2 separate regions of the Triticum aestivum genome follow, and region 1 is linked to region 2. The links are chromatin contacts, called in public Hi-C maps. All regions are on one chromosome and are shown on one strand. The core of a region is the stretch at or near the end of the contact, and the rest is flanking DNA. Distances in the headings are between cores, read along the strand shown.

The links. A called contact is a pair of places that touch in the nucleus more often than the background predicts.
Region 1: a contact with region 2 is called in a Hi-C map of leaf, with 6 times the contacts expected there. The contact joins the promoter of LOC123070368 here to the promoter of LOC123070365 in region 2. A contact is called at or near these places in 2 of 5 Hi-C or Micro-C datasets (both in leaf).

Annotation. Positions count from the first base shown.
Region 1 is chr3B:461,637,113-461,644,029 of IWGSC CS RefSeq v2.1, forward strand. It overlaps LOC123070368 (glucan endo-1,3-beta-glucosidase 14), which reads right to left and starts at 5,023. Exons shown (of 3, transcript XM_044493556.1): 1 at 4,376-5,023; 2 at 2,031-3,064; 3 at 1,500-1,939. The coding sequence starts at 4,463. The coding sequence ends at 1,883.
Region 2 is chr3B:461,294,234-461,300,610 of IWGSC CS RefSeq v2.1, forward strand. It overlaps LOC123070365 (B3 domain-containing protein LFL1), which reads right to left and starts at 4,541. Exons shown (of 7, transcript XM_044493552.1): 1 at 4,136-4,541; 2 at 2,306-2,347; 3 at 2,115-2,201; 4 at 1,917-2,017; 5 at 1,516-1,562; 6 at 1,353-1,429; 7 at 671-1,257. The coding sequence starts at 4,315. The coding sequence ends at 883.

The sequences.
Region 1 (6,917 bases), core at 3,773-6,272, 340 kb after region 2:
CCCGCTGCAACACGAAAAGAACGAGAAGAAAAAGCAGGTTGAAGGCTAGGATGGTAGGCTTGTCGGGCACCACGCCCGCCGGGCATCAAAGCGGGTAGGCTGAGCAATGAGCCGGGTGGATTTTTGGTTCGGACCAGGATGTTGGAGTCTGACTTCACGGACGTTTAGACCCCCCTAGAGCTCCCCTTGATTTGGGGCCGGACTAGGCGGATTTTAGACGTCCAAACCGATCCAGCACAAAATTTGTGTCTGCATTGGAAGTCTAAAAGTGTATGGATCATATGATCCAAACATATAGAGGTGGTTTTTGGGGGTCACGCTTTCCTCCATGAATTCCTCGTGCAAAGGTCAAGTTATTCAGATGGTTAGTCATTTACAATAGGATGTGCACCAACGACAGTTTGAAGAAGTGTAGGTGCCCTAATTGTATTATTTGCTCGTTGTGCAAGTTGCAAACATTAAGAGGAAGGTTAAGCATTGGGCAATCGTGGGAGATAAACATTTGTTTTTTTAGGATCTGAGGATCCGGAGCTAACATTTGTGTATATCAATGCTGCAGAGCAATTCCCTTTATTTTTTGAGAGAAGTCCATATTACAATCTTAAACACTTCGATTTGTCTAAGGTTCAACCCCGAACTCTAAAACCGGCTAAGATTCAACCCTGAACTATCCAAATTGGCCAGGATCAACCATTCTCTCCACTGAACCTGGTTTTCGCTGAGTAGGCCTGATTTTGACCCATTAAACATCCAGTCAGCAGGCACTTCAGTGTTTTTTGCCAAACAGATTTAAAATTAATTTGAAATTACATTTTCAGCCCCATTGGGTGTCAAATTTTGGGCAGAAAATAAAGTATCCATAATTCTTTAGATAATTATACAAATAGATTTTTTTATACCGATCATTCTAAGAAAGCTTCATTTGTTTTGCCCAGAGGTTTAAAATTAACTTGAACTTACATTTTGTCTTGGTCAAATTTTGCCCAAAAAATAAAAGTAAACATAAAAAGATTGAAATAATTCCTTAGAACAACAATAGTATGCTGATCATTCTAGGAAACTTTCAGAGTTTTCTACCAAACATATTTATACATGCAATTACATTTTCAGCCCCAAATTTTGTCCCAAATATGAAAATATCAATAATTTTTTGGAACATTCTGTTGAATATAAAAATATATTGATAATTCTGGGAAAGTTTCAGACATTTTTACTTAACAAAATCAGGAATAGCATTGAATTTCGTTTTCTGCCTGGACTGCCTAAACGCTGACATGGCTGTTGACTCAACGGTCAACGGGTCAAAGCCAGGGTCAGGGGAGAGAAGGGTGAGTCGTAGCCGGTTTTGTTAGTCCAAAGTTGAATCTTATGCGATTTTAGAGGCCGGGGGTTGTAATATGGACTTCTCTCTTGTTTTGTTGTTGTTCCTTATCGTCAAAACCTTGTTACATTTTTCTTAACTGATGGAGGAGACAAATCTTATAGTTTCAAGAAAATCATGTCTGCACTATTGTTTCTCCATTCGCAGGACAAAAACATGTCACATTTTTCTTAGTTAATGGAGGAGACAAATGACTTCCAAGCTTCGGTTAGAGCTAATCTAAAGTGAATAAGAAGCAAGTTGCAAATTCTGAAGGCCACCAGAGCACATCCTGATGGCAATGAATGGCATTGCCAAAATACATCAGTTCTATACCTCAAAAGGAGGGGGATTTACCCTCAAAAAAGAAAAAAGAGGGGGATTTTTTTTACGCATAACCCAAGAGAATGATCATCAACTGTCTTCTTTCAAGGAGTTGATGCACTTTGGCTCAGCTCTGTTCAATCACAGCCATCACCCTTCACCCTTCACCGTCAATAACTCAGTAGTTGATGGATACTGTCATGACAATGCAAAACCGACCGTCGCGATGGCGATGAGTAGGATCGCATGAACCGCCTGTGTAAACACAACCCAGGTGCTGGTTAGTCACGGTCTATGTAAATGCATATGCATGCGCTGATCGAGCAAGCGAATCAAGAAGCCGTACCTGCCGTGCTCCGTGTGAATCCGCCATGGGCGGCAGGTAGCCGCGGAGGCCGACGTTGTAGACCGGCGTGCCGTCGGGGTAGAACAGCCCGTAGTTGCGCTCCGACGCCGGGCCGGGCTTGAGGTTCTCGTTGAAGAGCGCGAACACGTAGACGTCGATGGGCACCGCCGGCCGCAGCGGCGTACCCTGCTTCATCTCTATCCTCCTCAGCAGGTTCCCGATGTACGTCCCGGCGTGCTGCGGCGTGGCGCCGATCTCGTCGGGGTCGCCCCGGGACGGCCACCCGGTCTCGGAGACCTTGACGTCCACGTCCGTGTGCCCCAGCGCCTTGATGGCCGAGTAGACGGCGTCCACCTGCGCGTACAGCATGTTGTCGTAGTTGAGCCCCGTGTTGGGGTCGGTGACGCCGGCGTTGGGCTGGAAGAGCACGTAGTCCAGCGGCACGCGCGCCGGGTCGTCCTTGTAGGCGAAGAACGGGTAGCAGTTGATGAGGAACGGGGCCCTCGTCGCCGACAGGAACTTGAGGAACGGCTGCAGGTGCGACACGGCGCCCGGAGCGAACGTGCCGGCGGAGGGCGGGTAGGAGACGCCCATGATGTCCAGCGAATGCGCGGTGGTGACGTTCACGCGGCCCTGCAGGCCGAGCGCCCCGAGCGCCTGGTGCACGGAGTGCATGGCGGGCAGGAGGCTGGCCTGCAGGACGGTGTCGTTGCCCTTGAACGCCTCGTTGCCCACGGTAATGCAGGTGATGCGCGCCCCGGCGTGGAGGTGCGGCACCACGTGCTGCTGGAGCCACGCCTGCGCCACCGTGGAGCTGACCATTGCCGGGACGTGCTCGTTGCCGATGCCGATCACGAACTCGACGCCCGTGCCGAGGAACGCGCGCAGGACGTGCGGGTCGGCGTCGTAGAGCTTCACCTTGCTGATCTTGATCGACCGGAGCAGCGTCGACACCCGCCCCGGCGCAGGGAGGTTGTTGGCGATCTGCCCGTAGTTGACGCCGATGGACAGGGCATTCGCCACAATCACATGCTCTGCAAAATTAATCGTTGGTCCGTGTCATCCATCAGTCATTTCTACACGGTGATCGGTACTATCGCCGCTGTTAATGTGAAATCCATTCATTTGATTCATCATTTTTCATAATTGCCATAAAAACATAGCGATTTATCAGTGTGTCACTGTCAGTTACCAAGCGTGCTTGTGTAGCCAGCACGAACTCATACCGTATGCCATCAGTGCAAGGCGATCGGAAGAAAAGAATCTATAGGTAGTAATATAATACAAACATACAGTTATATTCAGATGGAGATCGAGAGGGTGCGTGATCCAATGGAAGCAAGATTTCACTGGACCACATGGTCAAGTGGTGTGGCTGAACCCTACCAATAACTAATACCACCATATTAAAATCCAATTATTCCAAAATTCCACGTGCATTACTGGTGAAGTGGTGAACCCTTTACTTTCAACTATCGCCCAAGTTGCGAGCATACTAGATTTAATTAGCTGCAGACTGCGGAATAAGAAATGATAAAAGGCAGCCTTTCGGAGAAACTTTGTGGAGAAAGCAAGCACAGCTCAGGACCAAATCAGATGCGCGAAATTGGGAGAGAAAACAATGGAAATGCCAACGCGGGGTAATATATCATACTCCTATATGCTTGTAAAGAATGAGCCAAAGCTGATGCGTTTTGTTTTTTGTCGAATAACAAATCTCAGCGTATCATTTAAAGTTGACACTTTTTGTCGCCGCAGCCACAGTGGGCGGTGCATTACTTGCGGCATGGAGCGCCAAGATAGGGCCGCCATGTCGCCTCAGCTCAGCTGGGTAGTAGCCAAAACCACCAACACCTAGATATGACTAATCTCAGCAGATGCACCTACCAAATAATCAATGACAATTCCAGCAAATGCAACCACTACTGAAGTATAAGTACGTAGCAGCAAGTGGCGCCACTGATCACAAGTCGGCGGTGACGACTTGCAAAACGGTAACCCGGCCAGTTTATTTCCTGCAAATTTGAAAAGAAACCTCGAACACGGGGAGAAAAATATAGGCAAAATCGCGCAATCAGCAATGACGAAGCCAGGAACGAAATGGGTCGCTCGCAGTTAGAGCTCTAGATTGCCTAATGCCTAACACAATCACGACCAGTTAGAGCTCACCTAGATATAAAATGGACGCGCAACTCAGAAGGATCGAGCAAAAGATGGCCGACGATACATTTGACAAGAACAGAGCACGGAGGCGCTATTTCAGCAGTTGGCACGACGCGCAGGAGCTCTCTAGAGCTAAGATTATACTACATGATTTGGCACGCAGAATGGCGGAAGGAACTCACCTGTGAGGAGGACGGCGAGGACCAGGAGAACTCCGGCGGCCGCAGCGACGGGGGAAGCTGCCCTCGACGCCTCCCGAGCTGCCGCCATCCTTCCGATCCAGCCGCGCGCGTTCCAGGACCAGGGAGAAGAGCCAAGCGGGCAGAAGAAGCTAGGTGGAGAGCAAAAGCTAGCAAGGCCTCCCTGGCCAGGTGTGCTGACCTTATGCTTCACCGTCCGCCGTATCTGTGCGTGTGCCCGTTGGCTTGTGTTCTTCTTGGATCACGCGCGCGAATCGAATGGACTGGCGTAGGATTGACGAGTGGCCTATTTAAGCAGCGGGAGGGAGCCTCGGTTGCTCTGCTGCAATGCTGAGAAGCTAGCGGGTGGTGGTGTGGCTTGACTTGTGCGTACCGGTGGGAAGCACGGAGGAAGACGGTGGGAGGCAAGAGGGATATGACAGTGTGCTACTGCTACCTCCGCGTCGTCGGCTGCAGATCTCTGATCGGTCTTCCGTCTCTTTCAGGTCGCAGCTGCAGGAGCACGGCGTTATGCTGCCGGAGGGAAGCACGGTGGAAGCCGAGCTGGAGGTCACGTACTGTCTGTCCCAAGCTTTCCAACCACCCCGTGCGCTTATTTGCGTTGTGCTGCTGCTTGCAGTGCCAATGCATGGTTGTTGGGCTCTGGTGAGGTGAAAGCATGGGCTGCACCAAGAAGATTTGTGAGCAACTGAGCGGGGCATCTCTAACGACCTGTAAATTTCCTCCCACAGAGGACCACTCCGCATACACTGATGTGGAAGGCCACCGTTCAATTGTAGCCGCATACATTTCAAATTCATTTTCAACAAACCGAATGAAATTCATGCAAACAAGCCCGGATTTCATATCATGACGTAGTTCATACAAATCGGATGAAAACGGTTACATTTTGGACATATTTTCAAGTAAAAAGGTAAAACTATGTGCACGTACGGTCGCACGGACCCCCACTTCCACCACACGGATACACTACACTAGCCCATGGCCAGCCGCAACCGATCCGTTTGTCTTTCCCATGTCCGGCAGCCCGCTAACCGGACTGCCGGGAGTCCCGGAAGCATATTCTTTCCCCGTATCTTCCCTATATCCGGCTACGCCGCTCATCGTAGTGGCAAAGAGGATGATTCAGCCGGAGGAGAAGGGTGCTTCCGTGGAGTTCTGACGGGTGCCCAGGATGGTCCGAGATAAAGAAGAACCAGATAGGTAACGACGGTGGCCTTCCTAGGACTCAGGCGGCGGCGGCCTCCCGTGTTCTACTTCTCCTCGATGATGGCGGTGGACGTACTGGCTGCAACCTAGTCGACATCCGCGCAACTAGCTTCTTTCTCTGCCTGCTTGGCGCGGCTACGCGCGTTGACGACGGATGGCACGGTTGCATGCACTGGAGGCGCGGTACGACGCGTCGTCGTCGACGGTGCCCATGCCGCCATGCTCCCCTTCGTGCCTGCATGGAACAATTAGCCACTTCTCCGCGAGCTGGCTTGGAGAGGCGAGTAGCCGAACCACGCGCCGGCTTGGGCGGCAACTTGCTCCGTCGGGCTAGGCAAGGGAGATGGACCAGCCGAGCTGCCTCGCTCGTATCCACCGGGCTCGGTGGGTCATCGAGCCGACTTTTATGCCGGAGAACTGCTCTTCCTGCTCGTCGGATGTCATCGGAAGAGTGGAGAAAATGCTGGAAGGATGATATGGGGAGCGGCAGGGTGGTGCGATTCTTGCCCAGCGTCTGGCCTCATTTAAATAGAGGGCGGACGAGAGGACCTTGCCCGGTGTTGCGTTGATTTAATGCCGACACGCTCATGAACGGACGTGTGGTCAGAGTAGTTTTTTCGTCTTCCACATGGGTTTAATGGAGGCATTTGAATTCAGCAAGGATGCGTACGTGTTCAGCCGGGAGTGTAGCAGGCGGCGCCCTTGGCCGGCGCGCCGTTCAATGGCGTGCAGTAGGCAATGAGAGGTGACGTCCACCCTGAGTCGCCTTTAATGTGAAGCAGCACGCTCTAAGTGACATGAATGCGGGCAACTGGCAACGAGCGGGAAGCGCGCGTGGGAGGGGAAGGCATTTTTGGTGGGCCAGGGCGGTCAGAAGCGGGCATGATAGCAGTCCGAACTCCCGCAAACCTCCCCATGTTTGTCTTCGGTTTGCGGGAGAAAACACGTCTGAAGCACGCCGCGGACCGCTACATGACCACGTTGGATGCTTTTTGCGGTCCGAACAGTGATCCGGACTAATACGGGAGGTTTGCGTGTTGGTTTTGGAGATGCCCTAAGAGCATCTACAGTCGGACGCTCCAAACCAGTTTCATACGCCCGGGCGGGCCGCCCGGACACTGTCTGGTCATGATTTTTTGACCCAGACAGGCTCCATAAAAGGGCCTCAAACGCCCGGACCGACCGGCGCCCCCCATATCCTGCCCAAATATGGTGCGGATAAGGGGACGCCCGAGCGCACCGGGGCATGCCCGCCACATTGGATCCGACAGCCGGACCCCACCCCAAATTGCACCAAATCCATTCCAAAGACCGG
Region 2 (6,377 bases), core at 3,291-5,790:
CGTTGATTCCTATAATTGAAAAAGAGGTGCGTACCTTAACAAACCAGTTACCAATCCGAGCACCGAGCAGCACAAATATAGGAGAATTCTCTCCCGTTGATTCCTCTATAAAAGAAAAAAAAAGGTACATCTTCCATAGGTCCGCGAAGAGTATCATATGCTTCTTAAGTACCCCCTCCATTCACTTTTATAAGATGTTCCGTATATTTCAATATAATCTACATACAAAATGAAATGAGTGAATAAATACGTACAATTTATAATAGTGAACGGAGGGAGTAATAAATAGTCAAGCAGGAAACCAAGCAACCGGTCAACCGAAAAGAGTTGACAGAAACTTATCATATAGGATTAATTTTCCACTTACATATTCCCTCCGTCCCATAATATAAGAGCGTTTTTTACACTAGACTACGTTCTTATATTATGGGAGAAATGGCAAGTCCGTATGTGACAAAGGATCACGTGCAAACAGAAAGTGCAAACAGAAATATCAAGCACAGCCGCTTTGTGCTTTCTGCAGCATGCCGTCCAGTAATTCATGTCCTAGATAATTTGGCTTGCATCTATTACCAGGCAGAGGCAACCTAGCTAAAAATGCACACTGCATCTTTCGTCTTTGTATTTGCACGTTCAGCAGCTTGAAAATGTCAGAACAACACTTGTGCACTGAGCTGAACACGGTTATAGCATTTGCGTCTGATGAAACCTTCAGTTAAAAACAGAAATTGAAACCTTCTACACATAAGCAACAGTTAAGCATATACAGTACAATACAAAATGAGGACACCAATTATTTGGATGTACAGCAACGGCGTCAAGGCTGGTGACTCTGAACTTCATGCAGGGTAGTATGGTAGGAGCCAGCAGTTTTACTGGATCTCACATCAGAGGCCCAGACGTTGGGTTGGGAAACAAAGAAAGCCCAGTCCTCTCATCATGGAAATGACTTCCCAGGTTAGCTGAGTTGTTGGCGTTCAGGCCGGGATTCGACATGTCCATACAATCACTGAATGGGTCGAAGAAGTCTGAGTACCTCACATTGGCTACCGGTATCTCTGGCAGAGAGTTGAAAATCCCATCGAACATCTCGTAATTCTCATCAGCTTGTGGCACAAAGGCAGAGATGTCAGCTGGTGGTGGGATTAGAGACACATAGTCATCAACTTCTGGAATTGGCAGAATGGAAGAGATATGCTCGTGGAATTGTGGCAAAGAAGCAACTAGATCATCTCCCGCCTTCTTTGCTCGGATGACCTTTGCATGACACAAAGCAGCATACAGTAAGCAACTATCGACTGCGTGCCAAAATGACTAAAATGCTTAAATAACCAGGAAGAAAGATTAAGTACAAATCGGTTTTTGTCATCGTCTTTGTATATCATGATGAAGTCTCCCACTCGAAGGTTATGGGTTCGGACATAATCCCCTGGGATGTTTAAGGGAGGGAGAAAAATGTAAGAACTTGATCCACAAGTGCAACAGAATAAACATGATGAAAATAAAGGTATTCACCAGTATTCTCAAGTACATACATCCTGCTCTTGTTGTTCGGCCAGTATCTGTACGGAGATAATAAACTGTGTCATTGTAGTGGATATGCTAGACCAAATTAAACATAAATGCAGGGATGTCACTGGAACTAAGAACATTCGTAACATGATTCATATTCACATGTCATACTTCTGATGGTTTTAGAGAAAACTACCTTATCTGATACAATTCATTTCTTGTTACACATGGCAGAGTATTAAAATAAATTACCACCATCATAATCATGCCATCATGCTTTTTTCACAGGAATTTCGTCAATTTTATGGCTGAGATTGTAAAAGTGAGGTACAACAAAGATCATATGGGTACTGTAGCTCATAGCAGCAAACATTAACGCAAAAAAGAAAAACAATTTGTCCAACCTGTACTTGAATGTCCACAGTTGCGCATTTAGCAAATCATGCATGCGTAGACTTCTGCCATCCTTTGATGTCAGAATTGGGAGGTAAGCCTCCGATTCTTTCTGTGCAAAGAGTGTCGAAGACAAGTGTCAACAGTTAGAGAGCATGGACTATGATGGTAAAATGAAGTGTGTAAAAGCTGTTTAAATAAGAACTCACCTTCGGGAGAACAATTCTCCCAAGCTGGCTTATGTCACTATTACGGAGCTCCTTCTGCAGAATAACTCGCAACCCAGCCACTTGATGCTACACAAACATTGTAGAATCTTTTAATACAATGCACTAGTTTGATTAACACTGTTTCCTTTTCTGAAAAAAAATACTTCCTATATGTTTTGCATAAATCTTACATTTGGATCTAGAGCAACTCTATTTAAATCCAGCTCATTTACCTATCACAAAAATACGAATTCATTTAGGGAGCAGGTAGAAAAAATATTAAGTACCACATTAGATGTGTCTATTTCTAAGTTGAAACGGAAATTCTTATTTCTAAGTCAATGATCCTGAGCATTGATGCTTCAACTAACGGAAAATAAATAGCTGCAAATTGTAGATTGTGTACAACTTAGTCAACGTAGAAATGATTATCTTAAGCTGGTGACAAATGTGTAAATAGCAAGTGTCTTAAGTTGTACTACAAATGCCCTCTTACACCAGTTCTTTCCATCATAGTAATAGAAATGATGCTACGTTCACAAAGTTTCTCGCCTCTTAAACAGCTTAAGAACAGCGCAGATAATTTTCATAGCTTCTGTTTAAAATAATCCCTCCGTCCCAAAATAAGTGTTTCAACTTTGTACTAGCTCTAGTATAAATTTGTACTAAGCTCAAGACACTTATTTTGAGTATAAGATAAATCACCCTACAAAGTCCAAATCAAACATGAAAACATAACTAGCACCTGGAAATTGCATTAAGCTCAAAAGAAGTTACTTGGGGCCATTAAGGTTCAAGAACCCCAGTCCCAAGAAACACTGCTACATTCATACCAGATGATCTACCAGTCCTTCCAGTCAGCACACTGGTACACAAGTACACATAATGTATCAGCTAGTATATACTGCCTGACATAATTACCGTTGTGGCCCATGCCCCATCTATGGAAAAAAAGCCAAAAGATTCATTGAAATGAAAAATTCAATTAACATGTGCTGCTATTTCCTGCGATTATTGTGCTGCAGTAAGCTACTAGAGAAAGCACATGTATGGACAATTCCTACAAACTTTGCAGCGCCTCCTGGAAATAGCAATAACACGACATTTGTGGACACAGTAAATGTGCAATGCACATAACAACATTGACAAAAGAAAGTGAGTATGTGAAGGACTAAATCACGCACTTGTAGCTAATACTTAGTGTGCACTGCTGTAATATATATAACCACGCAAGAATTCTTGTTTTTTCTTTTCAAAAAGAGGGGAAAGACCCTCGGCGTCTGCACTGAGTGATGCACACAGTCAGGCAAGTGCTCTTGTTACCCTTGCACATAACTACACTGACATCATGATAATGCGAACCGCTAAGTGTTCTTGTTACACTGAAACTGCAAGATGGGACCTACAGGACATATTCTATCCATGTGCCACATGAGACACGACAGAACATGAGTTCCCAAATCTTACTCTGATTATTAGTTCCCAAACATGGATAATTAGTACTATATGATGAGTTATTGACTGGCCAAAACTAGTACCAGTGAACGGACCATCGACGTCGTAGATCCGACAGAGAAGTACAATAATAACCCCTTACCATAACCTGTTGCCTAGCACTAACGACAACAATCGAGCAAAAAAAAATCAAATGATCACATTCACACCTAAGCACACACCCGTACGCTAGGTCGGTGAAATCTGATCGTGGAATTCAAAAGAAGACCTGCAAAGATCCCCTAGACTCGCAACAATGCACCAATCAAATCGGCAATCGGGCAGATCAGAGCCCCCAATCAACCACAAACGTCAACACCTAGAGGCGCCTCGATCGCTGTCCATCAATCAAAACTCAAAATCCGGGACCAGGAGGAGGAAGGAACGAACGAACGATCGCCCTCCTCTTGCCCCTGGGCCTCCAGCCCGCCACCACGGCCCACCACCTCCTCGGAGATCCCATATATACGGAGGATCAACCCCACCTACACACAGTAGGACGTGGCCATGAATTCCGAGGCACTCACTGGTCGGATCGCCGGCATCCACCGGACGCCGCCGCGGGGCCCGCGGCCGCCGGACCTCCGCTTCCGGGTGACCAGCTGCGGCCGGTACTCGCCGATTCCGTCGCCGGAGGAGGAGGAGGTGGTGGATGCGGAGGGGGAGCGGCGCTTGCTGCTGCTGCTGCTGCTGCTGATGGCGGCCATGCCGGCGGGCCGGGAGGAGGAGGAGGAGGAGGAGGTGAAGGCGGAGGATGCGGCGGCTAGGGTTGGGGCAGCGCGGGGCACATTTATGGGCGAGATGGGTGGGCGGGCGGAGAATCGGAGACGGGGGCGCGGTGCCAAGTGGCAGGCGAGCTCTGAAATGGGCGCAGGTGGGGAGCCAGCGCCCGACGGGGCGATGCCGAGGGCGCGCGGGCGCGGCCAACCGCGCGGGCGCGGCCAACCGCGCGGGCGCAAGGTGGCAGGCGCCGGGTGGGAGGCGCGGGGAGGCCGCTCCTGGCGTTTTTTCCGCATGGGGATTCCCCGCGGGGTTCGAGGCGACTGGCTTGGCTCCCTTGTGAGTTTTGAAATCCGGGGGCCGCCTGGTTTGGGTTCCGTGTTTCGCACTCGGCCTTGCGCTTGCGCTTGCCCGTGGTGGTGGTTGGCTCACTCATCACTGCCGCCCCGCCCCCGCGGGAGCTCTGCTCGTTCACTGGTCGTAGGCTGCGGTGGAGCTTGAAGCGTGGAGGAGGTTCGCCCAAAATAGCCCTGTGGGTGAAGACACTCTTTTGTGACATGCACGATGTTAAATGCCCTGTACAAGGCAGGTGCCTCCACCGGTGCTTCACTTTGACCATGTGCTTCCGCGTTGTTTGCTTCCGGCGCCAATCGGTGCTTCGGGCTTCCCTTGATAATCTCTTGCATGTGTCAATTTGGCCTAAGCACCTGCACGGCATTGAAACTCCCCTCTCATTGGGGTTCTCTCTCCTCCCCATGGTGCTTGTCACCCCTGTGGAGATTTCCAACCCCCCCCCCCTACCATGTCCAATCGCCACGGCTAGCCAGGATCTCTGATCCACGGCTTGAGCGGTCAAGGGGGAAGGATTTTAGGGTTCACCCGTCTGCGGAACACAAGTTTTTCACGAAAGAGATAAGATGAGTGGCTCGGGCTCAGGCTCGGCCGAGGGCAATCTTGTGGCGATGACGAAGGAGCTTGGACTTAAGGAAGATGTCCTGGTTGATGGAGTTGTGGAAGACGATGACGATCTGCCAGAAGAAGCAACCCGGTGGATGGCGGTCACGCGTGTACACACAGACATACCTTATAGCCAATATTGGTTTTACAGGAATATGAGGGTTGCTTGGGATCTGGCGCATGAGGTAAAGATTCGACCACTCAACAACGACCTTTATGTGATGTAGTTTTCATGCCTCGATGACTGGGAACGTGTGATGGATGAAGGGCCCTGGAAGTTCAAGGGGAAAGTAGTGGTGATTTCGTCGTATGATGGTTTCAGTAGACCGTTAACAATTGCATTGGACATGGTAGACATGTGGATCCAGATACATGATATACCAGATGGTTTCTTCCACTTGATCAACTTCCTTGCTGCAAGCCTGCAACAATAGGGGGATTCATCTATGCCGAGCCAAAAGCTTAGGACTTTGAGGGCAACTTTTTCAGAGTTCGCGTGAAGGTAGATGTCACAAAACACCTAAAGAATGTCGTCTCACTCGTTGTCAAGAAGAAGCGTGAAATTTTCAGAGTTAAATACGAGAGGGCGGGCCCCCCAGTGGGGTCCCGCCTAGCGCAATGAGCCTTCTCTGCTGGAACTGCCGCGGGGCTAGTAAACCCACGATAGTTCGTGAGCTTCATGACTTGACAAAGCATCCTGCCCCCTCTATCGTGTGTATTCTCAAAACCCAAACAGAGGGCTCCCCATGCGGAGAGTCTAGATGGTATTTTAGGTTTTAATAAAAGCTATGTTGTCAGTAGCTCTGAGTGGTGGGAATTTTTTGTAATGATTCAGTAAAGGTGGAAGTTATTGGCTACTGTGAGTACCACATTGATGTGACCATTGATGATTTTGGTGATAGTAAAAGCAGAGCAACCATTATTGCATGAATACCTAACAGTGGTGGGCGGAAAAAGTCCAGCAGTGGCGGGCAAGACTCTCAGGGGCGCTCGCCAATGACCTCCCGCCACTGCTAACACGACATCAGTTGCGGGTGAATTGTAGTGCCCGCCACAACTATTGTAGCTAGCCATTGTTGCACTCCTCTCTGT